Linked DNA regions of Mus musculus: region 1 is linked to region 2. Evidence: chromatin contacts called from public HiChIP or PLAC-seq data. All regions are on one chromosome and are shown on one strand. The core of a region is the stretch at or near the end of the contact, and the rest is flanking DNA. Distances in the headings are between cores, read along the strand shown. Region 1 overlaps Tns1 (tensin 1). Region 2 has its middle 37 kb from the start of 6030407O03Rik.

Evidence for each region. HiChIP or PLAC-seq counts read pairs in DNA pulled down with a chosen protein or histone mark.
Region 1: an H3K27ac HiChIP or PLAC-seq map of heart atrium shows a contact between it and region 2, with 7 read pairs. The contact joins two enhancer-like sites. A contact is called at or near these places in 2 of 39 promoter capture datasets (both in liver), 5 of 15 datasets of contacts at CTCF or cohesin (CD8 T cells, the NIH/3T3 cell line, embryonic stem cells and 1 more), 38 of 484 Hi-C or Micro-C datasets (the AML12 cell line, B cells, the BV-2 cell line and 22 more), 9 of 115 datasets of contacts at active chromatin or transcription factors (the HPC-7 cell line, VIP interneurons, craniofacial prominence and 6 more) and 1 of 9 other capture datasets (adipose tissue).

The regions. Positions count from the first base shown.
Region 1 is chr1:73,963,403-73,969,026 of GRCm38.p6, reverse strand. All of the region lies in intron 18 of Tns1 (tensin 1), which reads left to right. Among named protein-coding and RNA genes, the nearest start is that of Gm39664, 65 kb to the left of the region's middle. Within about 2 kb of position 2,321, at least 22 of the 459 cell types and tissues checked have an H3K27ac peak or open chromatin away from gene starts, as enhancers often do. A contact at or near this core is called in CD8 T cells and heart atrium, where this site is marked.
Region 2 is chr1:73,898,448-73,904,171 of GRCm38.p6, reverse strand. No RefSeq gene overlaps it. Among named protein-coding and RNA genes, the nearest start is that of 6030407O03Rik, 37 kb to the right of the region's middle. Within about 2 kb of position 1,366, at least 44 of the 459 cell types and tissues checked have an H3K27ac peak or open chromatin away from gene starts, as enhancers often do. A contact at or near this core is called in CD8 T cells and heart atrium, where this site is marked.

The DNA of each region.
Region 1 (5,624 bases), core at 1,072-3,571, 64 kb before region 2:
GGTGGAGGGCTTGTCGGGGGTGGGTCTGTTCACTCATCACAGGAGGGAACTGCCTGGTTTAAAAGGGAATACAAACCATCTGTGTCTGCTGCTAGCCTACACTGACCCCTCCACACAGGTTGTATACCAAGTCCCCGGATTACTGTGTAGAGAACTCCACGGACCATTCCACACAGCCCTGCCTAATGGGCTGAAACCCGTGGACTTGCAGCCCTTACAGTGAAAGCTTAATTCTGAAGGCACACAGCTTCTCGGGCCCCTGGTATGTCAGGGATGCCAAGAGGCTGTGTCATTTTGCATGAAGCATTGAGATTGGCCCACTCATGAAGCTGGGTCCTTATGTGACTGTGGGCTGCCCAGAGTTAGTGCTATGTGGTTTTTGTCAAGCTCATAGCCCTCCTGGGGATGCATGCAGTTCCCAGGGAGCCCCTTCAAGGCACCTCAATACTGGCCTAGTCACTGGTGTATGGGTGGGTGGTTCTGAGATGTCACATGGTCTCATCCGTCTTCTTCACTTGCCATTGGTGCCTCTGAGCCCTGTCTGCGTGCCTCCCTGTCTGCTTTCTGCTGCTTCTTTGTCTTGGAGAGCAGAAAGAGCATGTGGCCAAGGCCATCTTGAGCTAGTGCCTAGCTGTTACATTGGGCTGGCAGTATGGAGGCCATTGAAAGACACCTGGTCAGGCACAGACCCTTGGTGAATGGCTACAGGCATTGATTCAGTCTCCTTTGCACCCCGAACTCATCTGTCCTTCTCTGCCGTCTCCTTCCCGGATGAGGAGGCTTCTGGAGCACATCTGTGCTGAGAGCCGTGAGGTGAGGAGAGGCAGGAGGGCTACGAACAGATGTCCCTCTACCCCTTATCCGTCCGATGCATATATCTACTGGGAGCTGACAGTCCCCCTCCTGCATAATCTTATCCTATTCCCAGGGAACATATCCCCAGACTGGCTCTGCCTGCTGCCTTCCTGGAATAGGTATGGAGACCCCCAAAAGGCTGACTCTCCAAAGCCTGTCCTACCCCTGTAGCCCTGAGCTGCACTTCTTCAGGTCTTTTGGGCTACTGTGGGGGGGGGGGTAGGGTCCTAGGGCATTCTGAGAGTATGTTTCTATCACACACACACACACACACACATACACACACACACACACACACACACACACACACACACACACACACACAGAGCCTCGGTGCGCAGTCAGCTCAGGCAGCAAGCCCTCCTCCTTTCTTTCTCAGTGTCCTTCCCTCTCCCCCTTCCCTTCTCCCCCTGCACCTTCAGCACCTTGCTGCCATGTCTGTCATGGGGTGGGGGGTGCTTCTTCCTGCCCCCACCCTTCTGACTATGCCTGCTGCCTCCTTGATGATCCTGGGTTCGCTCTAGAACAAGACATTTTAGAGCTCCAAGCTTTCCTCTGTGTATTTTGCCACAGTGGAAACTAAACCAGCCAAGCTCATGCAGTAGGCAGCTAAATTGGAGTCGTCTGTTGGGAACTCAGCTTCTTCCACCCTGTACTCTCTTTCCTCTGTCTAGCTCAAGTCTACCTGCTATATGCCAATGGCATTTCTTCCCGCTATAACCCACCATGCTTCTGGCTACATATTCCCTGGGTGACAACCTTACCTGGTGCTGCATGTGCCCCTGCCCCACTCGCTCACAGACTATGAAGTAGCTCTCCTAGGGACAGTGTTCTGTTTTAGTCCTAACCCCAAGACTAAGTCAAAACACTCAATCATTTTGTCCTTTAAGAACAAGGGTCAAGGGGTTGAGAAGATGGCTTAGTTGGCAAAGCGCTTTCCTTATAAGCACGAAGACCCCAGTTCTATTCCCATGTGCAAAACCAGGGGTGGTTCGTAGGTGTTTGTAATCCCAGTGATGGAGAGGCAGGCATAGGAGGATCGCTGGGGCTCAATGACCTCCCGTCCTCCTTAACTTACTTGGTGAATTCCAGGCCGGTGAGGGACCTTGCCTCAAAAGAAAAAGGGAGATAGTGCCTGAGGAAAGGCCTCTGAGATTGACCTCTCACCTCTACACACTCACAGGCACACAGGTACATGCTCACTCTCCCAAAGGCACACATGCGCGCACAGAGAGAAAGAGAAGAGGCATTAACATTGAACAAGAGCCAATTGTTCAATTGTTCAGGCCTGGGGAGATGCTTCTACACCTGTTAGTGGCTAGAGAGAAGGGAGGGTTAGGACAGCAACAGGAAACAACAGTGAGAAGGGACCCAGCCTATCAAAGTTGTGGCCATGGTAACCTGAGCTCCCTCCCCCAGATCCAGACTCGGCTGGGCCAAGGCTGCCCTGGGAAGGATGAAGTAATCAGACTACAAACTAAAGCTGCTTCTCTAGTGAGGTGTGGCCCTCTAGTGTCCCACCCTCTTTATAGTGTTAGACCAGCTGGAGGAGCTGTGGTTCTTGTGTGTGTATGGGGGGAGGTGCTTCTAGGACCCTCCAGCCACCTCCCTCTGTTCGTGTGTCCCGGATCTGGCAGCTGGGGTGACTTCCTTCCGGGAGTCAGTGGCTGAGTTGTGATGTTGGCTCTGGCTCTAACCATCTGTGGGGACCTCTGCTTCCCAGAGTTGGATGGATGGGATCGGGTGGACCAGCCACTGAACTCAGGATGTCCCCTGGGCTGTAATTCTAGGAAATGGCCTGGGATAGCTGCCCACAGTGGCAGCAAATCTGGGGACTCGATGAATCCTGGGTACTTGGAGGCAGCCAAAGGTCTCTAGGTCTATCTTCCTGTCTCTAGAATCTAGAACGTATGGATAAAGCTACCATGCTCAGGGCTGCTTCGTGGTTGCAGGGAATGCTGGCTGCTTCAGAGGTCAGAGCAGAGTTGTACTGAGTAGCTTCACTGTCTCAGGGACATCACACTCTCCAGGGGCTGGGTCATTTCGTGAGACTCTTGTCTTTGCTGCATGCCTAGCAGATGATGGGTTGGCCTAGGCAATGGGGTTAGGTGGACTCTGAGGCTGTGTGATTAAAAAGTGTGGCTTCCAAACTGTACAAGGTAGCATACTTCTCATGTGGGCTGCTGTAGACCCTCCTCCTGAGAGTGACAAGGAGCCCTGGGAGCAGATCCTGTGACACAGATAAGCTGGTGAGGGAGGACTGACCAGGGGGCTCAGAGGACATTGCACAACCTGGATACCACTAGGGCTCTCATGGGGGACATTGGCTTGTTCTGGGATACTCAAAGAACACCATAAAGTCACTTGAGAGATGATGCGAATGGGAGCTAAGAGTACCTGTTTCTGTTTCTTAGAGATAAGATGGGCTTTCGTGGGGGATGGTAAGATCATAGTAGGAAGCTTTTGATTTCACGAGGAGCATCACTGGGCAAACCTGGCTGTGCCCATAAGGGCATTTTAAAATTCAGATTCTCAAGCCACTGAGAGTTCTGTCTTCTGCGGGGAAGGTGGCGTCTGAAGTCAGGGTCTCCCTCCCTCTGTCCTTACCTTGTTTCTGTCCCCTGGCTTTTTTTTTTCTTTAACAGAGGACCTTACTATATAGCCCAGAGTAGGCCTGAACTTGCTTCAGTCCTGTGTTAGCCTCCCAAGCGAAGGCTGTCCATCCAGTCAGAGTCTTTAGGGGATTCTTCAGGGGCTTCTATTGCTTTCTGAAGGCCATTTGGTTAGGGTCATGCTTTGCACTTGTTCTTGTACCTACTGTTTCCATGGCACTGGACATGGGCTAAGATACTTTATAAACTGACTCCAGGAGTATGTATATTGTGATATATACATATATATATATATATGTGTGTGTGTGTGTGTATATATATATATTAACCAGGCACATGGTATGGTGGTGCACATCTCTCATCCAAGCCCTTAGGAGGCAGAGGCAGGAGGATCAGGAATTCAAGGCCATCACCTAGTGAGTTCAAGACCAGCCTGGGCTACATAAGATCTGTTATCAAAAGATTTTTTTTAAATCAAAGGAAAAGAAAAATGTGTATAATTCACATAGCAAGTCTGTGATCTCATGGGGTTTGGTGCTCAGGACTGGTTTAAGTTAAATTTATTTTAGTAATTCACAAAATACTACAGATGGTGTTCAGATGGGCAGATGAAATCAAATTGGGCTACTGCGGTGGTGGCTGGGTGGGGACAGAGATGTCGATGGGGGCTCCTTAACCCTTTCAGGAGCCTGGGCTTTGTTGGTTAGTTCTAGGAGGTTCTGTGGTGACAAGAGGGCCTTTGCTGTAGGTCCTGTAGACTATGATCTCCACCAATTTGGAAATTCAAGATATGGGGTACATTTTATAGCCCCCTCCCTATCATTAACAAGTTGTTAAAGTCTAAGGACCAAGGCTATAGCTTGAGGAGAGTGTGTGGCCTAGCATGTCCAAGGCCTAGCATGCCCAAGGCTCTGGGTTTGGTTTCTAGTCTGCAAAAACAAATGCTGGCATGTGACACCGGCTGCCTGTCTTGCTTGCCCAGCCGTGTCATCAGTGAAGGCAGGGCAGGGGACCTACTACTGGGCCTCAAGTCACAGATTTTTGTTCCTCCCTTTATATTTCCTCGATATTCTTAGGGAGCAGATGGCAATGGGAGGCAGGAACCGAGCTAGTAAGTAATGGCTCTGGACAGTGGGAGCTGGAGAGACAGGTGGTCTTCCTCAGTCAGGTGCTCTCCCTCCTCAGCTGCAAGGACAGATACAAAGTTGCTACAGCCTTGGGCAATGGAAGGACCTAAGTGTCACAAAGGAACCGGGGCCAAAGGAGGGGATAGGAGGAATCTTCCAGAAGAGAAACTAAGTCCCCACTGGCTTAGGAATTATGTTGGAAGTTTCAGTTGCCATCCCAATAAGTCACAAACATAGAAGGACCTGTTGTCCTGAGGCCATCCTCTGGGATTTCACCTTTTAGAGCAAGCCAGGCGTGTGCTGGGAACTTCCAGGCACCTGTCTGTGTGTTGCTGAGTGGTTGGCCACACATCTGGTTGGCTGAGGATGACAGTGGGCATCCTGAAAAAGTGGGACCCTCGGAAAAGTGGTCCCGACACTTGTGACCACCACAGAGGGCAACCAAAGACACTAATAGCCATGCAGGCAGTTGCAGGCGGTTGCAGGCACTCCCGTCAGACACCCACAGGCTTTCTGGGCAGCCTCACTCAGTCTGTGTCAAGGTTGCTGGGCCAGAAGCCAAAGCTGTTGGGACTTGTGTTCCCCTCCCAGAGTTCTGTCCAGGGGCACCCCAGCCTGCTCTGAGACATATGGAGCCTTTTCGTTTTCTTCTTCTAAGTCACGGAAGTGTCCTGGTTCCTAGACTCTGCTTGGAGGTGGTGGGAGAAGGGGTGGGGAAGAGAGGGGAAGGGAAAAAAAAAACCTTTCCACCTTACTGGCGGCAGCTGGAGAGTTGTTGTCGGCTGCTCTGCCTGCCGTTTGCTGGGAGTGGGAAAAATGTGGAAAATTTGGAGAAAGAAATCTCAGTCACTCACATAATGCTCCTTTCTCCCAAGGACTGGTAGCCTTGCCCGTCCCTTGTCCCTTGTCCCTCGTCCCTTTGCTCTGGAGTGGTGGGGATAGGGGTGGGGTGAAGGTGGGGGCTGACTCTCCCCTTGTTTTCTGAAGTTTGGAGTTGCCCTTGGTTGGAGACTGGGCTGGGAGACTGGAG
Region 2 (5,724 bases), core at 117-2,616:
TTTCTTTATTTGACCTCCTTTTCTCTCTCCTCGCTAGACTCTTAAGTCCCTGAGGGCACAGAGTGGTTTACCTTAAGCCCTAGGGCAGTGCCTGCCAGGTGGGGCACCCTCTCCTGGTGCACAGGGAATGGCTTAAGTCTGGAAACCTCATGGAGGCACTGTGGGAAGGAGAAGATGGAAACACAGACATGTGTACAGAAAAGCTGGGCACAGATGGGCTGCACAGGCTATGAGAGATGACCAGAGCAGCTACTGTAACAACTGGGAACTTCAGCATGTTTATTATGTATACTGGAGCGGGGCGGGGGGAGCACATGTTAGCTGTTGGCTAGTCTTGGTAGGAGGTTTCTGTGGGTGAGCAATCTCAGACCATAAAGGTTAGAAGTGTTTACAAACCATAGACCAGTGTGTGTGTGTGTGTGTGTGTGTGTGTGTGTGTGTGTGTGTGTCTGTGTGTCTGTGTGGTATGTATGTGTGTTTATGTGTATGTATGTGTGTGTGTCTGTATGTGTATGTGTTACTAGTAGAGGGTCTTGAGCATGACAAGCAAAACATTTTAAAAAGGCAGAGTGTGGGAAGGAGAACCCAGGAATGTGGATGTATGCGTACGGAGCACCCTAGAGGAGGGGCAGCAGCAGTGCTAAGGTTGCAGGTGGAGAGAGAGACTTTGGGGTGTGGGGCACTGCAGTTAGGAATGAGGGTCCAGGCTGGAGTGGAAACTGAGGCATAACCAGACACTATTTGGAGGGTGGCCTCCTTTCACAATGGTTTCCCTGAGCATCTGTGGGAAGGAGGGCAGGGGTGGGGATGCCTTTGAGACACAGTCGCTGTCACTGGAATAGATCTTTCTTATTGCGGTGACATCAGCAGGTGCCAGGAGGGACAGACAGGCTGTGTTTCCTAGTGCCAGGCTGCTGAGGCTAGGAACAGCAGAGCTCTGTTGCCACGGAGATAAGGGAATGAAGAGCAGGTAGGGCCTTGTAACTGTGAGGGCGATGTAATTCCAGGTGGCCTCAGAGTTCTGTGTGTGCTTGGTGGTGACACTGCCACCTGACCGCCCTTCCTCTTCTCCAGTTCCTCCTTGCCTCTCCTAACCCAGAATCCTAGACTGGATCTGGGAGGTGGTAGCTGGGCCAGGTAAGAAGATACTAGAGATGGGGTGCTGTTTTTAAAAATTAATGAATGAATGAATTGATTAATTAATCAATTCATTCATTCTTTTTTTAATCTCCATGGAGGCTTGCAACCTGTAAGAATGGCTGGCAAACTCCCACTTCCGTCCCTCCCGGCCCCAGCCCAGTCTCCGCATGCCAGCACCTCCATTTTTCATTTCCTGTCTGCTTCTCCCACGCTAGTCTCTGGGTCTGGATCCATGTTTCTCGTTCATGCGGGTCTCCCAGGCAACCTTCCTTAGTGCCCACTGGAAGAAGCATCAGTAGACCAAGCTAGCTACAGTTGCTGAGGGGGGGGAGTGGAAACCGCAGGACCGTCTCTTTCCAAGGATCTTCTGGAATGAGAAAGGATGGCTTTCAGAATGCGGAGAACATCTGGAATGATCAGACAGGGCTCAGTCTGAAGTCCTTTTCTCGTCTAGGCCCTCAAGTCCACGTTGGTTAACATTTTATAGCGTTTTCATGATCCCAAGGCGCCCTCCAGTGGCCAAATAGGAAGTTGCGGCTCTTCCAAGAGGAAGTAAAAGTGGGCAGTTGCTGAGCCAGCTTCACACCGCCCCCGCACCCCCCCCCCCCACTCAATTCCCAATTCCAACTTCAGCCTTCATGCTGGAGTCCACTGAGGTGGCAGGAGCCAGTGAGGAGCCCTGGATAGGCAGTCAATGACTGGGGGCTACTTATGGCCTCTTTACCATGAGTCTCTGGGTTGGCATCTCTGGTACTTCCTAGCCCAGCATTGCCTATAATATAAACTCACTTCCTGGATAGGCAAGGTCTGTCTGTCCATCCTCCTGCAGCCAGCCTACAGTTGGCCCTCTATGATTGAAGCTTTGGCTGGTCCACAGATCAGGGCAAGTAATTCTAGAAGGGCCATGAGGAGGTTGGGAGGGCTGGTTACCATCTCCAGGATGCACTTGGAGAATCCAGGCCTGGGATTGAGCTGCATAAGAAAACTTGACCTCGGTAGCAGCAGCTGGAAAAAAAACCCAAGACGGTACTGAGAAGCCAGCATCCTGCATCACCAGGCTCCGGAGGGTCTGTCGATGCTCTGGGTTCAAAAAGTGCACGAGTCGACAGGATGCTCAGGGAAGGAGAAGCTAAGGAGGCAGCTTGTGCAAGCTCAAGCTGATATCCACCAACCACCCAGTGGTGGCTTACTATCTAGTCACAGCAGGTTACCCTCCTTTAGAAACGCAGAGTGACTCTTTCACCTAGACTGAAAGGAACCAGTTTTCAGAGCTGCAGTGGCGTGGGAAGGGGGACAGTGCCCCCTTGTGGCAATATCTTGGTACTTCAACTCAGAAGAAGCCAGAAGATGAGATCTACTTCTGTCAGGCTCATTTGTGCACAGCATCTAGGAGCAGAGGGTAGGGCTCCCAGAGACACTGCCTTGTGACTCACTACAATAAGCGTGATTTCCTCTAGAGAGTCTTAGGGTCCAAGACAACTAATGAGAGCAGCAAAGGTCACATGCAGGTTCCTGGCATGATGCAACCCTGTGCCAGCATCCCAGGATGTGAGATGAACAGGGCATGGCCTGTGCCCTCCACCATCAATGCAGGAGTCAGAGAAGAACAACAGTGCCCTTGTCACACTGGGCATGCAATGTCCCGGCTGTTGTCATTTCTCCTTAAGTGTGGCTTCTGAACATCCCTGGGTTTTCTCCTCACCTCTATTAAGTCTTTTCTTTCAACTTATTGGTGCCACAACTGCGCTCAGGGTTATTATGCTAGAGAGGGTGAGGTGGCTAGGTGTCATATCTGGGTAGGATTTGTTTTCTTTCTTTTTTTAAAAAAGATTTTTATTAGATATTTTCTTTATTTACATTTCAAATGCTATCCCGAAAGTTCCCTATACCCTCCCCCCACCCTGCTCCCCTACCCACCCACTCCCACTTCTTGGCCCTGGCATTTCCCTGTACTGGAGCATATAAAGATTGCAAAACCTAGGGGCCTCTCTTCCCAATGATGGCCAACTAGGCCATCTTCTGCTACATATACAGCTAGAGACACGAGCTCTGGGGGTACTGGTTAGTTCATATTGTTGTTCCACCTATAGGGTTGCAGACCCCTTCAGCTCCTTGGGTAATTCTCTAGCTCCTCCATTGGGGGTCCTGTGTTCCATCCAATAGCTGACTGTGAGCATCCACTTCTGTGTATGCCAGGCACTGGCATAGCCTCCCAAGAGACAGCTATATCAGGGTCCTTTCAGCAAAATCTTGCTGGCATATGCAATAGTGTCTGAGTTTGGTGTCTGATTATGGGATGGGTCCCCGGGTGGGGTAGTCTCTGGATGGTCCATCCTTTCTTCTTAGCTTTGTCTCTGTAATTCCTTCCGTGGATATTTTGTTCCTTATTCTAAGGAAGAATGAAGTATCCACACTTTGGTCTTCCTTCTTCTTGAGTTTCATGTGTTTTGCAAATTGTATCTTGGGTATTCTAACAGTGAGTGCATATCAAGTGACTTCTTTTGTGATTGGGTTACTTCACTTAGGATGATGCCCTCCAGGTCCATCCATTTGCCCCAGAATTTCATAAATTCATTGTTTTTAATAGCTGAGCAGTACTCCATTGTGTAAATGTACCACATTTTCTGTATCCATTCCTCTGTCGAGGGACATCTGGGTTCTTTCCAGCTTCTGGCTATTATAAATAAGGCTGCCATGAACATAGTGGAGCATGTGTCCTTATTACTAGTTGGAACATCTTCTGGATATATGCCCAGGAGAGGTATTGTGGGATCTTCTGGTAGTACTATGTCCAATTTTTTGAGGAACCGCCAGACTGATTTCCAGAGTGGTTATACAAGCTTGCAATCCCACCAACAATGGAGGAGTGTTCCTCTTTCTCCATATCCTTGGCCTTTTTGTCTTATTGATTGTGTCTTTTGCCTTACAGAAACTTTGGAATTTCATGAGGTCCCATTTGTCAATTCTTGATCTTACAGCACAAGCCATTGCTGTTCTGTTTAGGAATTTTCCCCCTGTGCCCATATCTTTGAGGCTTTTCCCTACTTTCTCCTCTATAAATTTCAGTGTCTCTGGTTTTATGTGGAGTTCTTTGATCCGATTAGACTTGAGCTTTGTACAAGGAGATAAGAATGGATCAATTTGCATTCTTCTACATGATAACCGCCAGTTGTGCCAGCACCATTCATTGAAAATGTTCTTTTTTTCCACTGGATGGTTTTAGCTCCCTTGTCAAAGATCTAGTGACCATAGGTGTGTGGATTCATTTCTGGGTCTTCAATTCTATTCCATTGATCTACCTGTCTGTTGCTGTATTAGTACCATGCAGTTTTTATCACAATTGCTCTGTAGTACAGATTGAGGTCAGGCTCGGTGATTCCACCAGAGGTTCTTTTATTGTTGAGAATAGTTTTTGCTATCCTAGGTTTTTTATTATTTCAGATGAATTTGCAAATTGCCCTTTCTAACTCATTGAAGAATTGAGTTGGAATTTTGATAGGGATTGCATTGAATCTGGAGATTGCTTTCTGCAGGATAGCCATTTTGACTATATTTATCCTGCCAATCCATGAGCGTGAGAGATCTTTCTATCTTCTGAGATCCTTTTCAATTTCTTTCTTCAGAGACTTGAAGTTCTTATCATACAGATCTTTCACATCCTTAGAATTACACCATAGTATTTTATATTATTTGTAACTATTGTGAAGGGTGTTGTTTCTCTAATTTCTTTCTCAGCCTGTTTATCCTTTGTGTAAAGAAAGGCCATTGATTTGTTTGAGTTAATTTTATATCCAGCTACTGCACTGAAGCTGTTTATCAGGTTTAGGAGTTCTCTAGTGGAATTTTTAGGGTCACTTATATATACTATCATATCATCTTCAAATGGTGATATTTTGACTTCTTCCTTTCCAATTTGTATCCTCTTGATCTCCTTTTGTTGTTGATTTGCTCAGGCTAGGACTTCAAGTACTATATTGAATAGGTAGGGAGAAAGTGGGCAGCCTTGTCTAGTCCCTGATTTTAGCGGGATTGCTTTGCATTTCTTTCCATTTAGTTTGATGTTGGCTACTGGTTTGCTGTACGTTGCTTTTTATTATGTTTAAGCATAGGCTTAAACATAATAAAAATTCCTGATCTGTACAAGACTTTTTATCATGAAGGGGTGTTGGATTTTGTCAAATGCTTTCTCAGCATCTAACGAGACGATCATGTGGTTTTTGTCTTTGAGTTTGTTTATATAGTGGATTACGTTGATGGATTTCTGTATATTAAACCATCCCTGCATCCCTGGGATGAAGCCTACTTGATCATGATAGATGATCCTTTTGATGTGTTCTTGGATTCAGTTTGTGAGGATTTTATTGAGTATTTTTACATCGATATTCATAAGGGAAATTGGTCTGAAGTTCTCTTTCTTTGTTAGATCTTTGTGTGGTTTAGGTATTAGAGTAATTGTGGCTTCATAGAATTAATTGGGTAGAGTACCTTCTGTTTCTATTTTGTGGAATAGTTTGAGGAGAGTTGGAATTCTTTGAAGGTCTGATAGAACTCTGCACTAAACTCATCTTGTCCTGGGATTTTTTT